Linked DNA regions of Mus musculus: regions 2 and 3 are each linked to region 1. The links are chromatin contacts, called in public HiChIP or PLAC-seq maps. All regions are on one chromosome and are shown on one strand. The core of a region is the stretch at or near the end of the contact, and the rest is flanking DNA. Distances in the headings are between cores, read along the strand shown. Region 1 holds the start of Tmf1 (TATA element modulatory factor 1). Region 2 overlaps Frmd4b (FERM domain containing 4B). Region 3 overlaps Frmd4b (FERM domain containing 4B).

Region 1 (4,160 bases), core at 1,232-3,731:
ATATACTGATAAGCAAAATTAAAGTTAAAGCACAGGGCTTGCAAAATCTACCAGAGCAGGCAAGGCCTGCGATACTCTCTGCAGAGAAGTCAGGGTCCAAGGACAAATGTATTAAAGTTAGAGGACATAAGACCCTTTGGAACCTCCTTCAACCTTTTCACTACCATTTTTGCCACTCATAGCAACACATCCTACATGTTTCTTTTTATGAAAACCACTTCCTCCTCGCTTTCCTCAGCCTGTGACATTGGCATAGGGCACTCTTCAGCTTGCTAAGATTCTGGGGTGCCCTCGTCTTGTGGCTTTTCCCACTCTCAGGCTCTTCTTTTTTGCTTCATGATCTGGCTTTTCCTGTTTGCCTGATTTGCTTCACCCTCAGGCTCAGCTTTGTCTTCTGGATTTCCTTCTGTGACAACCCCCACTCCCCACTTCGTTCTTTTCAGGTACACATAGATCTTCGAAGAACTAGGACCTGGGTTCAACAGAAGCATCCTCTAGCCACAAGTCTGTCATTAACATGCTCAAAATTGCAATACTGTGGGATAAAGTTACTGGAAGATAACTTGCCATGGATATGAAATTTTTTGTTGTTAAGGAAAAGTCTTATAGCTTAGCTTCTTGCAGTGCAAAACAGATACTCAGGGAGCAGGCAGATAATGTGTTGTACAGAGCTCTTAGAATGAGTTGGCAGATACATGGAAAATTGTGTGAAAATAATTGTCAAAGGAAATTTTAGTTCAGTCATTCTTTGTCACTAGGTGACACCCGTGGAAAAAGGATTAGCACCCTATTAAGAGGTCTAAGGATGGTGCCATTGCCCTTTAAAACAGAATGTACATACTACCAAATGCCAGCTCTGAACCAGAATAGGGCTCTTAAGCCCTTTAGGATGCAACTAACCCTCCCTCCCTCCCTCCCTCCCTCCCTCCCTCCCTCCCTCCCTCCCTCCCTTCCTTAATTAGAATAGAGTCATTGCAGATATAATACAGAGGACCCAATCTGATAAGGTAGGCATCCCTATTAGAAGAGGTGAGAGGGATGTGGGAGGAAGATTAGACAATGGAGTGCTGTACCTGTACCCAGGGAACAAAAGGATTGACTGCAGACTTGAAGCTAGGAGAAGCATGGTGCATTCTCCATGAAGATTTCAGAGGGAGGACAGCTCCAGTGAACAACTTCAGACTTCTGGCTCCAAACCACAAAAGCATTTCTGTCATTTTAAGCCATCCTGTTAGTAGTTCTGGTAGTCCTAGGGAATGTTTTGGGGGATAAAATTACATTTCCCCTTTCCCTTCCGTCCCTCTAAACTTTTTCATAGACCTCTATTGCTCTCTCTCAAATTAAGTCTCTTTTATTAACTGTTAAGTATATAAGTGTGTATACATATGCGTTCTCAAATGCATTAATTAGTACAACCCTCAGTCTGTATGATGATTTCGGGGCTGCTCATTTGGTAGTGTGTAACCTTCCCAGGGGAAGATTTACCCCATTCCTAGCTTCGGCATTCCTTAAGTACCCGTGGTTCTTTGTGTAGGGTAGGAGTCTCTTTTCACAAAGGGCTAATGCTTGAATTAAATTTAGCCTTTAAATGCTGGTAGAAAATTTTTCTTTAGCATTATTAGAACCAAACCAAACAGCTGCTGACTGGACAAGGAAGGCCATCGACTTTAAATTTTCTCCCATGACCAAGTGTGGGAAAGAGAGCATACAAGCTGTATCTTTTAGGCAGTGTGCACAGTATGTACTGATGGGTTAATATTTTATTGCTTGCCAAGTGGCTTAACCCATCCAAACCGCTGTTACAAACTGCCATAAAGTGGCTGGCTCATAGGCTACAGAAACTTGATTTTTACTGTTCTTGTGACTGGGAGGTCCAAGACGAGCACAGCTGATGAGAGCCATCTATTTCTAGTTCATGGCTGGCGTGACCTTGGTATGTTATGCTTGAGAGGGCGTAGGCACCTCTTAATAGGGCATTCATCTCTTTCCCGTGGGTGTCACAGTCATCTCGTGACCCAGAAAGTTCCTTAAAGCCCCACCTCTTAACATAGGAGTGTGCTGATGAACGCCATTCAGATGACAGAATTAGGTTGAGAGGGAGGTGGTTTCATCTGTTAATGTTCCAGGACCTGGGGACCGTGCCCATCAAGTCAGGCATAGACATCCAGGCCAGGCGAGAACTGGCCAACTACTTTTTGAGTACCAAGATTAATAAGTGTGAGGCCTAGCCGCCGGGATTATAGCGAGGCACACGCGGCTCTGGTCGCTCCCGGAGGTCTGGGCCTCGGCGCAGATCGCGTCCCTCAGTTGAGAACGGCCATGAAGCCCAGAGGCGGCTGGTAACTAAGGGCTCCGCTCCGCTCCCGGATGTGGCTTCACGCTACCGCCTCCGTCCTTCCGTCTGGGCGGAACTCGGCTCCCGGATCTGGTGGTTGTGTACGTGGAAGGGCGGCGCATGCGCGGCGGGGCCCGGCTCAGCTGTGCGGAAGGCTCGCAGCGCCGCGCGGCCGCGGGAGGCGGTGGGGCCGGGGCCGCCGCTGAGGCCGCCGGAGCCGGCCGGAGCCGGCGCTGAGGAGGGGCCATGAGCTGGTTCAATGCCTCGCAGTTGTCCAGCTTCGCCAAGCAGGCCCTGTCCCAGGCCCAGAAGTCCATCGACAGGGTCCTGGACATCCAGGAGGAGGAGCCGAGCGCCTGGGCCGAGGCCATCCCGTACGGCGAGCCGGGTAAGCGGGTCCCGGGGTGTCGCGCCTGCCTGCCTGCCTGCTGTCGGACCCCAGTCCCGCACGCCTCGGCCCCGGTGCGGGTCCTGCTGACCTCAGGTGTCAGCTCGAGCTCTGGTCCTGGCCCCAGGCCCCTGACTACAGAGTCAGGAGCACAGCCCCAGATCCCCAATTGCTAGGCGTCTTCCGCCTTGGCGCCCTAGGTCCGAGCCTTGTAAATCCCCAGTCCCGGAGCCCCGCGGGAAGCGTTTAAGGAACACAAAAGACTTTGTTTACAAAAAGTTCACCGTCTCAAAACAACCCGAGTCAGGGATGGTAGACCCCGTGTTCTACAGAGGAGCTAACCGAAACTCAGAATGCATAACTTTCTCCAGGTGAGGCACAGTCTGTACGGGGCAGAGTCCCAAGAGAATTTGTGCTCCAAGAGTTCCCAACTGTAGCCCTTTTTGCAGCACCAGATCTTTCAGATGAACTGAAATTACTCTTTCCAGGATTATTCGGTTGCTTGTGTCTTTACGTCTAAGGGAGTCTGGAGCACTTTTCGTGTGTAGCAACAGACACTGGGGCAAACCTTTGGATGAAAGTTAACTGTGGTTTCTGGTTTTAGATGTACATTGTTGAAAACTCGGGACCTAAGTTGAATCATTGATAACGTAGTTTATGTATGACTGTAGATATATCGTGATCTTATTTCATTCTCTGTGGCACCTTGCTATTGGGAAGCTCGCCTTTTTGTGGTTGGACCCCAGAGCTGGAGTTACTAAACTTAAGATCAGATGTTTCAAATAAAAAGATACTCATTATCCCCCGCCCCGGGCGAAATCTGAGACATGGATAGTGCTGTATAATTTATTTTAGAGGGCAGGTTGTCTGAAATGGAATATGCTTTCTTGAATGCTATTTTCATTGATCATCTGTTGTGTTTTAGATTACAAAACAACATGGGTCTGAAGAATAGGAATAGTTTAAGTGGATGTGTGGTTACTATAATTTTGTACCACATTTTTCAAGAGGCAAAGTTAAACCCTGGTATCCGTGAGGATGCTAATTAGCTACCTCGAAGACCTAATCTTGCCTTAAGCTTTGTTTTCTGGTTTCACACACTGAACAAATAAATGTAAAACTCTGTTCCCAGTTCAGTTTCCCCAACACTCTTCATTCCTCATAGCTGTGGAATCACGTTAAGAGGCAGATTTTATTAAAGGGCTTCTTGAGTTGTTTTTTTTTTTTTTTTCTTCCTCAGGAAGTCTGTGTACCCTTTCCATAAGCTTCTAATTGCAGAGTTTTGGTAATTTTGCTATCTTAAAAAATGTGGAAAAAATAATTTGGGGTTTAAGAGAGGGGAACTTGCAGACTGGTCATTAAGTACATAAAAGTGAATTCATTCACTAGAACTCACTGTTCTCATCAGTTTAATTATGATTTTTGAAAAAGACTGTC
Region 2 (4,160 bases), core at 547-3,046, 290 kb before region 1:
ATAGTATAACTTTTAGAGCTTCTAAAATATACAGAAGCCTTGCCCCTCTTTCTCCCCTTACCCCAAGTGAAGACTTAACAGTCTTTATAAGCACGGGAAAGGGGGTAATTGACAGCTGTCTGGGAACATCAGGACCACATCATTTGATGGCTCAGCTTTATGTTAGATTGCTTGAGTCCTGATGCTGATGCTACCCTGTTTCGTTCAGGGAAGGTAATATGCCTACAACTCATTGTTGTACTTCATCTCTAAACGGAGTCATTAAACTCCATTTTTCCCAGGCCTGAACCCAACTCCAGAGGACGATAGACCCTAGATTCCCACTTGTAACCAGTCTGGCCGCTGTTGCTGGTCATCTCTCTGGGTAAACTATACCACACTGCCCTTAGGTAGTGACCAGCAAATATTTTTTTTTTTACAAAAATTATTTTGTCTCATTAAAATGCAATGCAATATTCATTATCTAAGTGAGAGCAGGCCCTTTACTTAAAAAGGAAAGCTAGAGAGATGGCTCATGCTTGAGCACAAGCTGTATAAACCTGGTGACCTGAGTTTGGTCCTTGGAACCCACATAGCATAGGAAGGAGACAGCAGGATCCCCGGCTGTTTTAGAATGTTCACCCAGTGTGATGGGAAGCCATTGAAAGTGTAGACTATGGGGGTTGATGAGGTGGCTTAGTCAGTGAAGTGTTCACCTTGAAGGCACAAGCGGAGGCTCCAGCACCTGAGTTGGGGCTCCAGAACCTACATTGAAACAAAATAGCAACAGCAGCAGCAAGGCAGGCATAGAGTATAATCCCAGAACTGGGGAGGTAGACACAAGCATATCACTGATGCTCATTGGCCAGCCAGCCTAGCCTACTTAGCAAGTCCAGGCCAATGAGAGACCCTGTCTTAGCACAACAACATGGGCAGTATCTGGGAATAACAGCTGGCCATGTTTTCTGCCTTCCACATGTGTATTCAGATATGCATGCACACATACACACACAGTGTAGAAATTACATTTTCCTTAATTCAGCAAATATTTACCAAGAACCCACTACACCTCAACTGGAGTCTAAACTGTGGACACACAGTGAGGAAAAGTGCCTGCCCTCACAGAGCTTGCTTTCTAGTTGGTTTGCCTTTTCTGATAAAATTTGGGTGTATTTTGAGCTGCTTGCACTCTTTCACTGACTTTTTATCTTAAACTTGCTACCCACATTGTAGCGCCTGGTCTCTTCCCCTACACCCGCTCCCCTGTAGAAGATGGCAGCCACATCCTCCCAGCGGAACTTTCTCTTCCACAGTCCCACCACATACCTACCTGGCTCCGCCTTCACAGTGAACATCAATTTTCTCCACCTTCAACCCCACTGCTCTGTGCCAGCTTCCCTTCTCACCCCTTCCTGTCTCAGCTGGACCTGTGCAGCACCTTCCTGATGGGTCTCTCCTGGCAGTCTCTCCCTATAGCCTGTTCCCAACCTTGCCACCAGAGAGGCCATTTCAGAGTAGTTCAGAACAAGCCACTGTCCTGCCCAGCCGTCATCCCAGCCACGTTGGGACACTAAGAAATAGTTTTACCTTTATTATCCCACAAGGACTCCTATGATGAGTACCTCCATGGTGGTCTTCCCAACTCCACCCAAGGCCCAGCCAACACACCCACCTCTGAGTCTTATCCCTAATGCTGTCCCATCTGCCTCTCAGTGATACTGTCTTGCCATCCCCAGTACAACGTCCAAGCCTTCACTCTGTGTAGTGTTCTCTTCCTACAACCTCAATCCCCCCATCTCACCCCCCTACAGCAGTGCACAATGCTCTTCTGCCTTCATTTCCTGCAGGGTTATCTTTAGATGTCCTCTACCCAGAATACAACCCGTTGCTATTGACATTCTCATACCCACAATATTTTTCTCCATGACTGTTAGCATCTCTGTCTTTATGAGTCTACAGATGTGCTCATTTGTACCTTCCAGGCTGGACACTAGTGGGAGGGAGGGAGGGACTACAACCTTGCTGTCCTCTGGAACAGTGCTCACTCCTGGTGTGAGCTCCAGGAAGTAATTGTCTGATAAGCCTGTGGGTGTGCTTGCTGAACACATTGGTGGCTCTGGGGTGGAGCAGGTAGGAGGTGTTTGTGATGAACAGCTCCAGCAGAGTTCCTGCAGCTCTGTCTGGTGGAGGGGGCGTTGCTTGTATTTTGGAAAACTATGGAAGGCTCATTCTGGAAAAATGCCTTCTGGATTGATATTTGCATGTGTGTGTAAACTCTTTCCTTATTGAAAACAATGAGTCAGCGCAAAGTGCTACAGAGTACACTTGTGTGGCTCGTCTGAGGATCATCTCATGAGAGGTATGTGTTAGGGACAGAGTGGACAGGAAAGCAGACACACCCAGGGGCCGTTTTGAAACTTACCCATGACCAGAAGCCTCTGTGCCCACCCCAAGGTGAGAGGCTGGCACCCCTGCAGCCCTCACTGCATGCCAAGTGATTGCCATTTCCTGCCAGGGCCTGTGGTTGGGCTCTGGAAGGTATCCTGCTTTTCCTGGCAGATGTTGACAGCTCCATTCACTTTCTTTCTTGATGCCTTTTACCATTTGCCAGGCATTGCTTATCCATCAGCCCCTCTTCTCCCCATTCTTATCCACTAAAGTTTAAGGTAGTAGGACCTGTTTTTGTTTGATTTTCTTGGGTTTCTTAGGAGTAAAAAGCAAAAGTGTGTCTCCCTCTTTCCCTATTTCTCTGTCCCTGTGTGTCTCTCTGTGTCTCAGTCTCTCTCCCACTCCCAACCCTTTCATTCCCGGTCTTTCTTAGTGTTTAACTTAAAACGTGCTTTGCCTTCCTCTTGGCTGTGTGCAGGTGTTTTCTAATTCTGCAAACACAGAGAGTATAAAGAGACTCCAACCCCAGAAGTTACTGTTAAATCATCAACCTCAAATAATCACAGAATCATAATCTCAGGAAAAAATAAAGTGTTAGGTGTTTTGCAAATATTTACTAAAGAGAGGAATACTTTATTTTTAATAAATAAGCTAATTCCAGTGCTCTCTGGATTCTTAGCCTTGACCTCCTGTGATATTCATGGGCACTTTCTCCTGTAGGGTTTGTATATATTAAACTTTCAAGGCAACGATGTCAAAAATAGGTCCAGCCAAGCTCATAAGAGTTGGCTGTTAAATTCTTTTTGGAAATATATATATATATATGAAGGCACCTTTCTTTAATAAACTTCAGAAGCCAATATTTTGAGAGGCTATTTCTGGAGTCTGGACAGTGGCCTTTGTCTCTTAGTTGGTCCTTCCAGTGTGATTTTTTTTTTCAAGATCATATAAATAACAGCAAAGGTTTGCCACACTATAACCTGGATAATGTATATTTTAAATAAATCATATTTCATTGTGTATTGTCTTACTTTGTCTCCTTTTCCCTGTGGATTTTACTCTGGGCCCCCAGCCTCTGGATACTGCCTCCTACATTTATCATTGGTCTTCCCCCTTGAGCAAAGCCTCTCTGGAAATGCCCTTACACACACACACACACACACACACACACACACACACACTGGCATATACCTCACCAGTCTCCTAGGTTCTTCTCTATGCAGTCGAGCTGACAGTCAGGATCAACCATCATATACAGACAGGTACATGTGTAAACCCATGTGCCGAGGCCATCACTGTGCATAAAGGTTGCCTCCTTATCCTTGGTCAACATCACTTCTAAACTTATAGCCCAACTGAAATAATCTACCACCAAAGTGGTTAGAGTCCATTGCAGGGATATTCTTCAGGAAACGCCTAATCAAATTCACAGAAGTTCGGCAAAGTGACAATTTGGTGAGGGACATCCACGTCCACTGTTTAAAGCATATGTAGGGTGGGGGAAATAAGAAGATATAAGAAGAAGAAGAAGAGCAGAGGACTTGTGGGGTGCTGAACCCCCTACCAGCTTGGCTGATCTACTTGTCTGTGAACCTGGAACATAATGATGACTGAATTTCAGGTGCCCAGGCAGAGAGCCAGCGACTAAACACACAGCATGGCGGTTGGGTTGACCTTTAGCCCACCCCTGTGTGAGATCAAGATAGGCAGTCACAGACCTGAGGGACCTGCAAGGAAAAAGAGAGGAATCAGCATGGGGCCACACAGCACAGTGCCTTCCTCAGTGACGGGTG
Region 3 (4,160 bases), core at 1,244-3,743, 260 kb before region 1:
TTCCTCTCCCAAGACCCGGGGAGGGAAGTGAGAATAGGAGAGAGCAGGAGAAGTGGGGAGAAACTTGCCAACTCCACAGAACACAGAATGGCAGGTCTCATGAGAATGACACGTGCTCTGTTTTGCGGCCCAGAGAGAAATCCTGACTGTCCTGCACCAGGCCATCGGGTCGCAGCTGCCTTGGTTACCAGGGGAAGATCCCGAGGGACACTGGCAGCACAGCTGTTTGGCACCTGGCAGTTCCATAGCTAAGGAATCTCATGAGTCAATTCAAGAAGTTTTTGTATCTGGTTGGTTTTTTTGTTTGTTTTGTTTTGGGGGTTGTTTGTGTTTGAGACAAGGTCTCTTGTAGCCAAGACTGGCTTCAAACTCCCTGTGTAGCCAAGGATGGCCTTAAATTTCCAGTCTCCTACCCACCTGGGGTGGTAAGCATGTGGGGCTACGTCTGGTTTATGCATTGCTGGGAGTGCCAAAGTCAGGCTTTTGTGCCTGTTAGGAAAGAATTCTACCAACCCAACTGCAGTCCCAGGTCCACAAAAAAAAAAAAATTCAAAGGAACAGGCAAAGGAAGCAATGAGTGACTTGTACTGTGGAACAGGGTAAAATCTCAGACCAGGAGCCGGAGATAGAAATAGGGTTCATTCATTCATTCACTCATTCATTCATTCATCCGTTTATCTTGCATGTTTTCTGGTACCTACAGTGAGCTGGGTACCATTTAAAGGACTCAAAACAAAAAGCCAGTGAATGAGAGACAGTCTTTCCCTATAGAAATTGTATAAATGACAGACCATTTGACGTGGAAGTGGGCTTTCCCGAGTCAGAAGCTTAGCAGCGAGCCTACCCACAGATGCAGCTAAGACACATCTGCGCTGTTGCGATGGCCTGTGTTTACCAAGCTCTGTGCCCAGCACAAAGCCACCCTGACAGCAAGTGTGACTATCACCGTTTGAAAGTTGTTTGTTTGTTTTTTTTAAATCCTTCAAAAGTTGAATTTTAGTAAGCTGTGGCTTGGAGGTGGCTGTGTACATCTTAGTTTCTGGGATTTAATTGCTATCACACGGCACATCCTAAAGCAACCTGTGCATTTCGTTGCTCTTATGTATGTTCTTAAAGTACGTTAGACGTGTGCTTTAAATGTTACTATTTGGCCTGCATGAGGCAGTCACTGCGTTCTCAGGCACTGCTGTCATTGGTCCCATCACACAGCCTCTCGAAAAGGGCTCCTGCTCCCGTCCTTCCCCTGCTGCTTGATAATTTTATTTAGTTTGTTTGTTTGTAGAGGGGAAGACTAGTCTCGTCTTCTCCTAACCTGTGGTCGCCCAGCTTTTATTTTGTTTCATTTCGCTAACATTTAATTCCATGATAAAACTTCAGAGGGACTCCACAAACCCGGCTAAAATCAGAGCCTACATAGCAACAAGACAAGACATGTTCATGACTGCGTGCTGGTAGCTTCTAGGCTGAGAGGGGTGTTTCTTCTGTGACGATATGAGGCCTGGGTCTTGAGATTCAAGTTTCTGTGGACTGGGGCAGTAGTGGACTGGGAGTGCACTAGCCTAGTGAGTGAAAGGCCCTGGGTTCCATCTCCAGTACAAACACGCAAGCAGGAAAGAAATGAGGCAAGGGGTGGGAAAGGTTATTTTTTCCAAAAGCCCAAATGAACTGAACTTTTCACAATTTGGTAAACTTTTCTAAATCCTTTGTCCCTGGTATATTTTCTACCAACTAATTTGAGACAGGCCAGGACTCTGGTTCTAACACAGTCCGTTTTTACTAATTGTGAGTCCCCTGAGGACTTCTTTAGACTGTGTTTGAACATGGATTGCAAAGAGCAGAGAGACTGATAGACACCAATCAGAGGTTTGAATGGAGTTGAGGAATGGATGCAGAGCCGGGTGCTCAGAATAGGGGCTGAGAGGGTTTGGGGACCTCTAAGGTTTATCTGTGTTTCCTTGTGACATACAGAATCCGTTTGCCCTGCAGAGGCTCAGAGTCAGGCTTGCTGGGCTTGTTATTCGGGCACTAAGCGGTGGCCTGCGTGTCTGTTCATCACAAGCACAGCCATTCATCTGGAAAAGCCCTTCCCCGGACAGCCCATGTCGTTACTTTTTAAAATTCTTGAAAGCCGCTCTGCCCCCGCCTCTCCCTATTGGCTGTTTTTCTCAGGAAAGGAGAAAACCGTTGGCAGAACTATTATAAGTTTCCAGACCACAGGCTGTCTGCTTCTCACATAAGCCCAACGCCAGAATTTCCACTTTCTCCAACTCCACTGTGGAGGGCGGCTAACCTGTGCTGCAGACCTGCCACAGCGCATCTTGGTTACACCCTGGTTATACGTTGGTGACTTTTCCTGTTTCCAGCATTTGTGCCTTCCTCGTCTTTTTCTTCTCTTTCTTTTTTCCTTTTTGGACTCATTGATACTGTACCACAATGTCTAAAAATACTGCCTAACCACTGGTCTTCAAGAAAGAGGAAGTAACTGCAGAAATAACCCGAGGGACTCTGTGGCCATGAACTCGACAGTGTTCTCTGGGCCCTCGGGAGGGACTGGTTGCAGAAGCACCTTCAGACCATTTCCAGGGAGAAGATGTGGTTCCCACCACACTTCCATCTGTGCAGTTACAACCCCAGCCTTGGCCCTTTCCTGTCATCTGGTGAGCCCCTGGTTGAGTTGACTCAGCCTCTCATTACCTGTTGGGAACTCAATGAGTTATTCTCAAACTCTTGAGGGTCCAGTTTCAACCATAAAAGAGAAAGTTGAAACTGTTTATTTCATGGGGTGCTTGTGAGAACACAGTACATGATAAACGTACATGATGTAGGTAGGCCTGGGGAGCGTACTTGAGCCTGACTTTGATCCCCACAACACTTTATATATATATATATATATATATATATATATATATATATATATATATATATATAAAAGCCATGCATGGGCTGAGCATAATGATGCACACCTTTAATCCCAGCACTCTGTACTACAGAGACAGAAACTAGTAGTTCTCTGTGAGTTCAAGGACAATCTGGTCTACATAGTGAGTGCAAGGACTCCACAGAGAGACCCTGTCTCAAACAAAACAACAGCAAGCAGGACAAAACATGTATGCCAACCCTTACTTGTGATCCCAGGGCTAGGGAGACAGAGATGGGTGGAACCTTTGGACTTGCTGGCCCAGCAGCCTAGCCTAACCTGGATACTCCAGGACAGTGAGAGACTGTCTCAAAAAACCAAGGTGGACAGCACCTGAAGAACTATGCTTAGCCCTTGTCCTCCCTCTGCGAACACCCATGGGCACATGTACCCACACTCTCACATACAAAGAATCATGGTGTAAAATTGTGTGTGTCTATGTGGCCCGAAAGTGAGACCGAAACAGTCTAGGGACCCAAGTGAACTAGTGAGGGGGTGGATAGGGAAGGAAATGGGGAAGGGGCATGCACTCAAAGCGCATCATATGCTTGCATGAAAACGACCTTATGAAAGCCAGTACCATATACAACAAATACTCCACTTTAAAAACATTATTTTAAGGGAGGATCTGGTGGGAGGAGTGGGGAGAAGGGAAAGAGTATTGTTCAAATTATGTTGCATGATATTCTCAAATAATAAATAGAAACATTAAATACCTATCAAGTAGGTAAATAAACACACTTGATAAAAATAATCTATCTGCATATGTTAGTTTCTTTTCTGTGTGTGTCTGAGAGTTAAGAAGCTCAACTCTGAATGGTCACAATCATACAAAAACCAAGAGCTGGACAACAGCCTTCGCTGACTTCAGGCACGGGGCTGCTTTACTTGGTGTGTTTGTAGTCCTGGTGATGAAGTGCGGTGCCTCGCACTTTCTCAGCAAACACGCCACTGCTGAGCTTTGCCCTCATCCCTGAACAGTGAGTGGTTCTGAGTTAGTTTATTGATTATGACAAGGAAATAAGAAAGGCATTAAACCCAGATATTGGATTGCTGCCCTCTCCAGGGTTTGACTAATGGGTTGATTTTCGACTTGAATAAGCCTGTTTGACATCTTAATATTCCAAAAGAAATTTTGAGAGTTGGGTAGAAGGGGAGAACAAGCTATTTAAGCAATCTAAGCATTTAAGGTTAGCAGTATAGTTACTGAATCACGTCTACTGACCAGAGAACTCCCTGCAAT

The links. HiChIP or PLAC-seq counts read pairs in DNA pulled down with a chosen protein or histone mark.
Region 2: a contact with region 1 is called in an H3K4me3 HiChIP or PLAC-seq map of the 230-238 cell line, with 12 read pairs. The contact joins the enhancer-like site here to the promoter of Tmf1 in region 1. A contact is called at or near these places in 3 of 39 promoter capture datasets (the C10 cell line, the HPC-7 cell line and pre-B cells), 3 of 115 datasets of contacts at active chromatin or transcription factors (the 230-238 cell line, bone marrow-derived macrophages and pro-B cells) and 2 of 9 other capture datasets (adipose tissue and liver).
Region 3: an H3K4me3 HiChIP or PLAC-seq map of the 230-238 cell line shows a contact between it and region 1, with 14 read pairs. The contact joins the enhancer-like site here to the promoter of Tmf1 in region 1. A contact is called at or near these places in 3 of 39 promoter capture datasets (the C10 cell line and pre-B cells), 5 of 115 datasets of contacts at active chromatin or transcription factors (the 230-238 cell line, bone marrow-derived macrophages, microglia and 1 more) and 1 of 9 other capture datasets (adipose tissue).

Annotation. Positions count from the first base shown.
Region 1 is chr6:97,177,445-97,181,604 of GRCm38.p6, reverse strand. Tmf1 (TATA element modulatory factor 1) reads left to right here and starts at 2,481. Exons shown (of 17, transcript NM_001081111.2): 1 at 2,481-2,723. The coding sequence starts at 2,582.
Region 2 is chr6:97,471,002-97,475,161 of GRCm38.p6, reverse strand. The region is part of intron 1 of Frmd4b (FERM domain containing 4B); the gene reads left to right. Among named protein-coding and RNA genes, the nearest start is that of Frmd4b, 15 kb to the left of the region's middle. Within about 2 kb of position 1,796, at least 44 of the 459 cell types and tissues checked have an H3K27ac peak or open chromatin away from gene starts, as enhancers often do. A contact at or near this core is called in the 230-238 cell line, where this site is marked.
Region 3 is chr6:97,437,469-97,441,628 of GRCm38.p6, reverse strand. All of the region lies in intron 1 of Frmd4b (FERM domain containing 4B), which reads left to right. Among named protein-coding and RNA genes, the nearest start is that of Frmd4b, 48 kb to the left of the region's middle. Within about 2 kb of position 2,493, at least 82 of the 459 cell types and tissues checked have an H3K27ac peak or open chromatin away from gene starts, as enhancers often do. A contact at or near this core is called in the 230-238 cell line, adipose tissue, bone marrow-derived macrophages and 3 more, where this site is marked.